Regions from separate parts of the Triticum aestivum genome. Here region 2 is linked to region 1. Evidence: chromatin contacts called from public Hi-C data. All regions are on one chromosome and are shown on one strand. Each heading gives the region's core, a stretch centred on a gene start, on an enhancer-like site or on the middle of the called end of the contact. The rest is flanking DNA. Distances are from core to core; before and after follow the strand shown.

Evidence for each region. Hi-C and Micro-C count contacts between places; a contact is called where the count stands out from the background.
Region 2: a contact with region 1 is called in a Hi-C map of leaf, with 5 times the contacts expected there. The contact joins the promoter of LOC123156502 here to the promoter of LOC123163064 in region 1. A contact is called at or near these places in 2 of 5 Hi-C or Micro-C datasets (both in leaf).

Annotation. Positions count from the first base shown.
Region 1 is chr7B:250,770,569-250,775,219 of IWGSC CS RefSeq v2.1, reverse strand. It overlaps LOC123163064 (RNA-binding protein 1), which reads right to left and starts at 3,089. Exons shown (of 6, transcript XM_044580824.1): 1 at 3,029-3,089; 2 at 2,067-2,182; 3 at 1,738-1,981; 4 at 1,391-1,452; 5 at 1,211-1,292; 6 at 150-597. The coding sequence starts at 3,089. The coding sequence ends at 494.
Region 2 is chr7B:251,470,559-251,475,209 of IWGSC CS RefSeq v2.1, reverse strand. LOC123156502 (rab GTPase-activating protein 22) reads right to left here and starts at 2,140. Exons shown (of 5, transcript XM_044574623.1): 1 at 1,663-2,140; 2 at 481-616; 3 at 277-326. The coding sequence starts at 1,898.

The sequences.
Region 1 (4,651 bases), core at 1,840-4,339:
AATGAGTGGAATCTACACTCTAAAATATGTCTATAACTCTATATACATCCATATGTAGTTTGTACTGAAATCTCTAAAAAAGACTTGTATTTAGAAACAGAGGGACTATAAAGGACATGTACATATTAACCTAGGTATATGGACAGATGGGAAGACGAAGAGAAGAGTTGATATTACTAGCATGGCTAAACAAACAAGCAAGTGCTTTAAGAAAGTTAGCGTTACACATGATAAAAGACCGGTATTGTCTGGGTCACGCCGCGAGATAACAAAATACAGTAGACCATAAATACTAAAGCAGACACACATGCGACCCCGAGAATCTAATGGATACTGAACAGCGAGATTATTGCATCGTCCTTTTCACGCTTTCACGACATCGGCTGACGAACGCTACGAGCCACCGGCGGAGAATTCAGCGCAAAGCGTTACACCAAGCAGGTTCGATCGCTCGAATAATCGGTAGGTTCGCCAACCACCTGACCCGCACGACTTAACGCCTACCACGAGGCCCACCAGCTGACCTCGGACCAGGAAAGCGCGAGAATTGCAGCCTTAAATGGGCTGATTCACGATCGTGTTCGTCAAACTTATAACCTGCAAAATGAATCGTGACGGTTTATTTCGCTTCGTCGTCGGGAGAACATAACGAACCTCAAACGTTAACGCCATGCCATCAAGAATTCAGGAGTGAGCATTAGATCCAACGCATAGGAAAAGAGATACAGTAACAACTATAAACTGGAATTGATTGGCAAGGATACATCGACGTGGATGTTCGAACTGTACAGTACTGCAGAGCCGAGCAACGTATAGATGGTCAAATGACTTCACACTAATCTCTAGAACCAAAATTGCAAATTTTACGCATACAATAACATGCCCTAGAAAAATCATGGTCTGAATAAATATTCTAGTATTATCGCAGCGCAGCGGAAGGTGAGTTTTTGGCTATTAATGCCAGCTAAGGTCAACTGGTCACTATCCCTAAAGCACAATCTACCTATGCTGCACATATTGCAAAAAGAAAGTACAACAGACAATTGATCATGATTACCAATTTCAAAGCAAGCTTGAGAAGAAACTAATGGGGAATGCATAAATATGTAAACCAAAAATGAAAACATACGATACTGAATATTACCAGAGATGAAAATAAGAGTATCTATACAACTACATAATCCAAATCTGCAAACACAAGTATTTTCACCTTGCAGGGCTTCAAGTGCAATAGTAGCTTGGGCAGGGCTATCAAAATCAACGAAACACAGGACATGAGGATCTCCACCAGGCTGCAGCAAAGTTGACAGGTCAAGATATGTCATCATTAGAATATAATATACGGTTTATTAACACAAAATAAACCAACAGAAGGGCAGAATATACATACGTGTCTTGACTCTTTGTTGACAAGCCTCACTTCACGGAAACCAACAAAAGGGCGGAATATATCTGTAGTGGAGAAGGTTAAGGAGCAAAAGCACTTATGGTGCGAGATGATACAATTCTAAATTCTCTGCTGGTGCATCATATTGAACAAGCAGCTTGTCAGGGCATATAAAATAAATGGAGAGGGACTGAACAACAAAGATTAGGCCACAAGAACAAGAGTATCATTAACAAACAGGAATGGAACTATGTGATGAATATCAGTGGTGTGACATCAAAGAATACTCAACCATCAATTAAGAAATGAAGTTAAGCACATCATGATAGCAATATAGCTTATAAGGATACGTGAAACCTCCCTACGAGTGCAGTTTGCAGGCAGACCTTCAATATACAAAGTGTTGGATGCATCCGGGGGGAGAGGAGGCTCAGGTCTTGCACCATACCCCATGGCTCTGCTGTCCATACCAACGACACCCATCATACGGCGATCATCAACAGGATATCCACTCATTCCACCACCAACCATTGCACCTCCACCCATGGCACCAACAACTGCCCTACTTGGTTCATTGGCTGCCACAGAAGGCATCTAGAAGCACAAAAACAAGGCCAAAGTATCACGACAAGGTGCTCAGAATAATTATGTGAGCTCTTTACAACGAAGTTAACAATACCCCATTGCGTAAGTAGCGGTCATAAGATGCTCCAATTGCTTCATTGTCTCTAAGTGAGTGGTAACCTGCATTTTCCCGCGGATAATATCCTGCCATCTCTTGTCCTCCAGGACCATCTGCAAACAATAAAAAAAACAGGTTTCATGTAAATCTCACTTGCCAACAATATCTTTAATTAATATAACCAGCAAGCTAAGAATATTCAGTAGATAAACAAGTCGTAAAAAGGGCATAAGTACAAGGAGAAAATATGGACGCACACTAACAGTTAGAAGTTAGAGCAGCTACATACAAGCATTTAACTGTCATGAGAACTCCAGGATTTCTTATAATGCAGGCAACACCAGTCATTACCCCCCATTGATCCACACACACATTTGGTACCAACTATTAAAAACCGGTATACTGAAATCCAAACAACCAACAAAAAGCTCTGACCAAAATTGAGCTACGAGAGCCAGATTAGAAGAGTACATCTATTATGTTTCCACTAGTAACGGAGACGGGGAGGCAAAGTGATGTGGCAACAATTATTGCACCAAAATCCAATCCGCAGATTTACCACGTGTATCACTCGAGTTTTTCAAGTCTGTAAGCATCTCTCAGCATCGTTCTTGAAAATACTCTGGGCAGATTTGTGGTAGAAAATCAACCCTTTTTAGACTATAAAAATAATAAGTAGAAATTCTGGTACGGGTATCGATCTAGTGCTATGATAATGCTGGAGTATTACCCCCATATAGGCTAAGCCCGCTACGATGTTTACAAAATTAGTGACCGTATTACTGGATCTAAGCAATATCTCATCTACAACTATATAAAACCAAAACTACCACTAACCACGAGACAATACAGACACGCAAGCACAAACAACGACACAAAGAGCAAAAGAACCATCATAGCGAGAACAAAAGGATCCAGATCTAGATTCTAGGGGGCAGATCTGAGGGCCGCGAACTCACCGCCGTAGTCTGGGCGCGCGCGCTTAAGCGACGGCGCGGCCGCCTGCTGCTGCTGCTGCTGCTGCTGCTGTTGCGCCATCGCCGCCTGCTGGTGTTGGTGCTGGTGCTGCTGCATGCCCCCCGCGGCCGTCGCGGCCTGCGCAACGGTAGCTGCTGGCGCCATCCCCGCCGCGGCCGCCGCAGCCGCCACCATGGCCTGCTGCTGCCGCGCGTCGGCGTACCTCCAGTAGTTCTCCGCGGCCATCGTTCGCCCACGTAGGCAGGTCACACGGCGGGCGATGTGGGGGCGAGGCGAAGTCTTCGTGCGGCTAGGGTTTCCGAGCACGAGAAAGAAGGGAGAGAGAGAAAGTGTTTCGGTTTGGTCTCGGCTTGTAGGAGAGAGAAAGATAAAGAGAGATCGGATGGCATCACGTGGCGGTCGATTGTCAGGAAAGCGTAACATATGTTCGTCTGGGCCGCACAAGCTTGGCGACCGAACGGCTCCGTCGTTCGGGCCGTGATCCAATATGCGTGGCTCAGGCGGTTCGGGCCACATCATGTATGATCCCTGTGATAGTTTTTTAGCCTACTAGTAGTAGTAGCACAATGGTTTGCCTAAAAAAACATAATGGTGCCAGCTGAGTATAATCGCTGGAGCTATATCTCGCTCAAGGCGAGATCGAATAAAGTCTCGCCTGAAAGATTTCCTGTGTGATACAGTACTAGGTCAGCATGTATTCGTGCATACATCATCATCACTTGCTAGCTGCTTCGAGGTGGGCGGCTTTATTCCTCTGATCATCGCTCGTTGGGAGATAGCGGTGGCCGCGGCCGGCAGGACCAGGAAGCCAATGGATCTTTGGATCTCTGCGGCCGGTGCCTTACGTGGCTTCCTCCGCGGTAGGGGGGCTAACCACGATAGTGAGTCGAAGAGAGCTAGGGAAGCTCTCATAGACGAAATCAAATCCCTCGACGCCCAAGTTGACTCCAAAGCCTTCTCGGAGGCGGAGTGGGCCAATCGATATGCCCTAGAAAACCAGGTGCTTTTCATTCTTAGGAAGAGGAGGAATACTAGCGCCGTCGAGGCGACGTCAAGTGGATTACTAAGGGAGACGCTAACACGGGTTATTTCCATGCCTACGCCAACAGGCGTAAACGGAAATGCTTTCTGCACCTTCAATCCGAGCATGGGGTGTTGGTCAGCAATCGGAAATAACGGCTCACATAGATGATTTCTTCCTTAACCTGTTGGGAACAACGGAGGAAAAGCCCATGCGCCTTCGAGCAGATTTCTGGGGGGACGAAGCTCGAGTTTCTCAGGCCGAAAACGACCTCCTTGCCTTATCCTTTTCCACGGAGGAAATTGATAGGGTTGTTGGATCGATGAAGATTGATACTGCCCCTGGCCCGGACGGCTGGCCGGTGGCTTCTTTCGTCGTTTTTGGCGCATGCTCAAAGCTCCTTTTACGACATCATTAATGGTTTCGCGTTAGGCATGGTAGACATCTCGCACCTCAACTTCGGAGTCATCAGTTTAATTCAAAGGTCAGAGGAGTGGAGTCCATCAAATAATATCGCCCTATCACCCTCATCAACGTGCCTTTCAAAATCTGCGCAAAGGCCTATACGACGCGGCTTGCCCCT
Region 2 (4,651 bases), core at 891-3,390, 700 kb before region 1:
TATTTCAATAGGTTCACCGTACATTCTTTGAGGGTCACAACATTATTTTGCTTAGCACGCAACAAATAGAGAGGCAGACAGCAACAGGTAAATAACATTAAGTACTCAAGGAGTACTAGAACAATGAAAACCCTCTCTAAACTACAGGAAAAAAACGCGAGATGCTTGCTACTGAAATTGCAATCATGTCTACAAGCTTACAACTTCAAACCATGTTAACAAGATGATTGTTATAACATACTAGATGTATAAAAATAGAGAGATCGGGTAACTTACACTCCAAGTAGAAAGGGCCAAACTTCAGCCCTGATACCTGGTTCAATTCCCTGTAAGAGAATTATAGAATTAATAACCTTGTCATTCTTTAAAGTGGACTTAGATGCAGAACATTACATCATAGTTAACATGAGTATAGCTAATGATCACATATGTGTGTCGGACATCCATTACAAATAAAACCTGGATACTAACGAAACTTACCCCACTGCGAACTTTCTTCAGAAATTTTCTTCCTCCATCACGAAACTTCCCATTCACAGAAAATAGACGGCTCCAGTTTTGACAAGAGAGTGCTTGTTTTCTTTTCCTCCGAGACCATGGAGATTTAATTGCACCTCTGGAAAAAGATTGCTTGCTTTATAAAAAATGAAATAGATAATTCTATAAAGTGGTGCGACCAAATGATAATTCGGTGATGATTTAAGTTATGCATTACTGCAGTTCAGCATTGTATTCACAATACAACTTTCCTTCTACTGTTCTACAACCAAAGGTTGTTAGTCACATGTTAGGGGTGTTCAAAACGATTTTTACTCAACCCATGGAAACCGGCAATCAGTGGCACAGTTCATTTTCATTTGTTGCTTTTCAAATAGGGTGGTGAAGTTAGTACGAAAAACTAAATTAAGGATTTCACGGTTTGGTGTAAAACTGTTTTTGGACACAGCTGCCACAGGTAATGCAAACCTTAGAAGCTAAATGTACCTCTTTATGAGTTGCTACCAACACCCACATACAACTTGTAATCTACCCCCTCCGTCCCATAAGCCATAATATAAGATGTTATTACAACCAATATAATTATGGGACGGAGGGAGTAACTCTGAACAGACCACTCAAACAGATGCTGAAGGTGCCCAGTTCACGATACTAGGAAACAATTGCAATGAACAAATCCATGGCACATATTTGCGAAACAACTCTACAGCTGCCAACAAATGAAACCAAAACACCCTGCATGTCCAAACTTTTTTAAGATGACTCATTGATTTTGGTGCTAAATTGGCTGAACAACTGGCGAGCATTTCACGGAAACGGAACTAACAAGGTGAGCTACGACTTCCTGCCTACGAAGTGTGAACTCCTAACTAAGCCTTATCTAGATCAAAGCATAAATAACTTGGTCTGACCAGTGAGCACTTAAACAAAAGTAACATTTTTTTTAGTCTAAAGGGGCATCTACATCAGTACTACCACTGACCAAACCACCATTTCCAACAAAACACACACAAGAAGCATAATTTTGAGCATCATTAGTTGATTTAATCTAACTATGAGGTATGGGCCAAGAAAACAAAAAATGCTATTGGACAAAAATCCCCCATTTAAGCAACTTCATTTCTGTATTAATCGGTGGTCATAACTCCGGACGAGAAAACTGACCGGTCCGAATTCGGTGGGGACGACGACGAGGAATCTGCGGTAAGCAACGGCGACGCTGAAGCCGAAGCCGCCGCGGCCGATTTCCCCAACGCCGCCAAAGAGGAGGCCGACGAGGCGACGAGCAGAAGCGAACGGCGGTGGATCCGCGACGAAGGCGGCGGCGGCGAGGATGGCGTCCTCGGGGACGACGAGGATGAGGACGAAGACGAGGTGCTGGATCGCCGCAGGGCCTTCATCGCCGCGGCGCTCTCCTGTCCTTCCTGCCCCGCCCCCACCAACCGATTGTAACTACCGGGACCAAGCCCACACCGACTTCTCCCGCGTGAGGACGGCGGGCCTCTCCATCGACGCCGCCGGACAACGACGCGGACCTCGCCGGCGGCGAGGTGGGACTCAGTGGCGGATGCGGATCAACTGTGCGGTCGATTGGTGATTCGGTTCTCTCTCTCCGAAGGGAGACAAGGGGAGTTAAAAAAAGGTGGGTGCGGTGGGTGCTGGTTTTAAACAGTCGCGTACTGAGACTGACGTATGAGGTAGTAGTAGGATTTCCCGGGCCCACGAGTCAGTGTGATCGTTCGAGTATCTTTTTGTATGGAGTAGTCTTTGTTCTTTGGCAGTACTGTAATTATTCTCGGTCGTAATGCGAAATACGGTCGATAATGAATAGTACTACGGTGGTTTATGAATTATAAATTCCAAATCAGCTAGTAGTAATTTTTTTAATTTATCCAATTTCAAGCATTTTTGGTACAATATCTTATTTAGTGCCTGGTACTTATCTCATGAATTAATTGTTTGGAATGGTATCTCTAGAAAATAAATTCGGTTGGTTTATGAATAATAGACCGATTCATAATCAGCCAATTTTGTTGAAGTTCTTCCTCTCTTTTCATAGAATATGTTGAAGTTCTTCCATTTCAAGGATTTAGTAAGATCTTATTCAAATTTTTTATGTCAATCTTATCTAATGTTTGGTACTTGCCCTGAGGCATGTATCTCTCCGTGCTAAAGTATGAGATTTTGGTTTGGTATGTGTCCGCTTCTTGTGTTGGTTATTTATGGGTTTCCATGTCTTTAGCCAGTCTATGCCATTCCTTTGAAAGTATACAATAGCTTTGTATTTTTCTTTTATAGTATAATTAATATTTCATGTAATTAGAAGTACTTACGTTGTAGCGAAGCAATCCAAATTTGATACGCATATCACTTTCGTACTACGAATCGAGTCTAGCACAAAAGTTTAGGTTACTTTTCGGTGGAACCAACCCAAGTCAGTGTGACCGTTCAAGTATCTTTTTTGTAGGGAGTTGTCTTTGTTCTTTGGTGTACTGTACTTATTCTTGGTGGTAATGCGAAATTCGGTCCGTAATGAATACGGTGGTTTATGAATTATAAATTCCAAATCAGCTAGTAGTAATTTTTATCCCATTTCAAGCATTTTTAGTACAATATCTTATTTAAAGCCTGGTACTTATCTCGGAAATTAATTATCTGGAATGATATCTATAAAGAATAAATTCGGTTGGTTCATGAATTATAGACCGAGCCGTAATCAGCTAATTTTTTTTAAGTTTTTCCTCCCTCTTTGTAGAATAGGATGAACTTCTTTCATTTCAAGGATTTAGTAAGATCTTATTTATATTTTTTATGTCAATCTTATTTAACATTTGGTACTTGTCGTGCAAACTAAATATTTGGCAGGTATCTCCCCGCTAAAGTATGAGATTTTGGTTTGGTATGTGTCCGCTTCTTGTGTTGGTTATTTATGGGTTTCTATGTCCGTAGCCAGTCTATATCATTCCTTTTGAAAATATTCAATAGCTCCGTATCTTTCTTTTATACTATAATTAATTACTTCATGTAATTAGAAGTACTTACGTATAGTAGCGAAACAATCCAAATTTGATATGTATAACTCTTTCGTACTATTAGGTCCGCCCCGATTTTCCTCCTGTCCCTAGCGGCTGGAAACCCTAGCCGCCGCCAGAAGACCCAATCTTTCAGCGCCGTCCTCCGGCGGCTCCCCTCCTCCGGCGACCTCGGTCGTCGGTGGTGAGGGGGTCGCCGGATCCACGCGTGTGGATCGTTTTTACTCCCTCATAGTTTTAGGTTTTTAGGCTTTCATCGTCTTTGTTTCGACGGCGACGATGACAACGTTGAATAAAGATTCTTCGGATCCTTCCTTGACAAGGCCATTGGTCCTATGGTTGGGGATGAATTTAGAAACCAGTCTGTTCAAGCAAGGATGGCGTGGCGGCGGTGGCATCCTCGTGGTGGACCTGTGTCCCCGGGCTCCGCCGTTGTGACAACGTTTGCTCCAGCGTCGGCGCGGAGCTTGGGAGGTAGTCCAGGAGCGGATGCAGATTGTGGTCTGCATCGACGACATCTGGAAGACGGAACATGTGCTGGGTTTGTGGTTCGTGGATGGCAGGTATGGTTTCCTTCCGCGACGTCTTAGTCACGGTGGGGTGCCAGATCTGGAATTCGATGGCGTGTCCGGGGTGTTGCCCCGGTCTGATTCGTTCAACGGTAAGGGCTTCACTTTTGGTGAGCCACCTTGGAGGTCCGCAAAGCTGCATATCAGCGATGGAGCCGCGTCGAGCTCGGGTGAGGAGGTGATCCATCATTCTTTTCTTCGGTGGTTGCTGTCGTGGTGCCGGAGGCAGGTGATGAGCGTTGGTGTCAAGCTCAGAGATGTTCTGCTATCTTTTTAGTTTTGTTATGTCGGTCCTTACGTGACTTGTACTTTAATCTTTATGATATGAATGAGACACGTATTACCATGCAAAAAAAAACTCTTTCGTACTATGAATCGAGTCTAACTCAAAAGGTTATGTTTCTTTGTGGAGCCAATCCACTAGGTTTTAGTTCTAGACTTGACACTCGTGCTCATATTTTTCGATGATGTTCGTTCAGTTGGAGTAGATATTCCCGTCGATTGAGGAGACGCTTGTGGTAATTTTGTCAACCTCGAGATGATGTGTCGGCT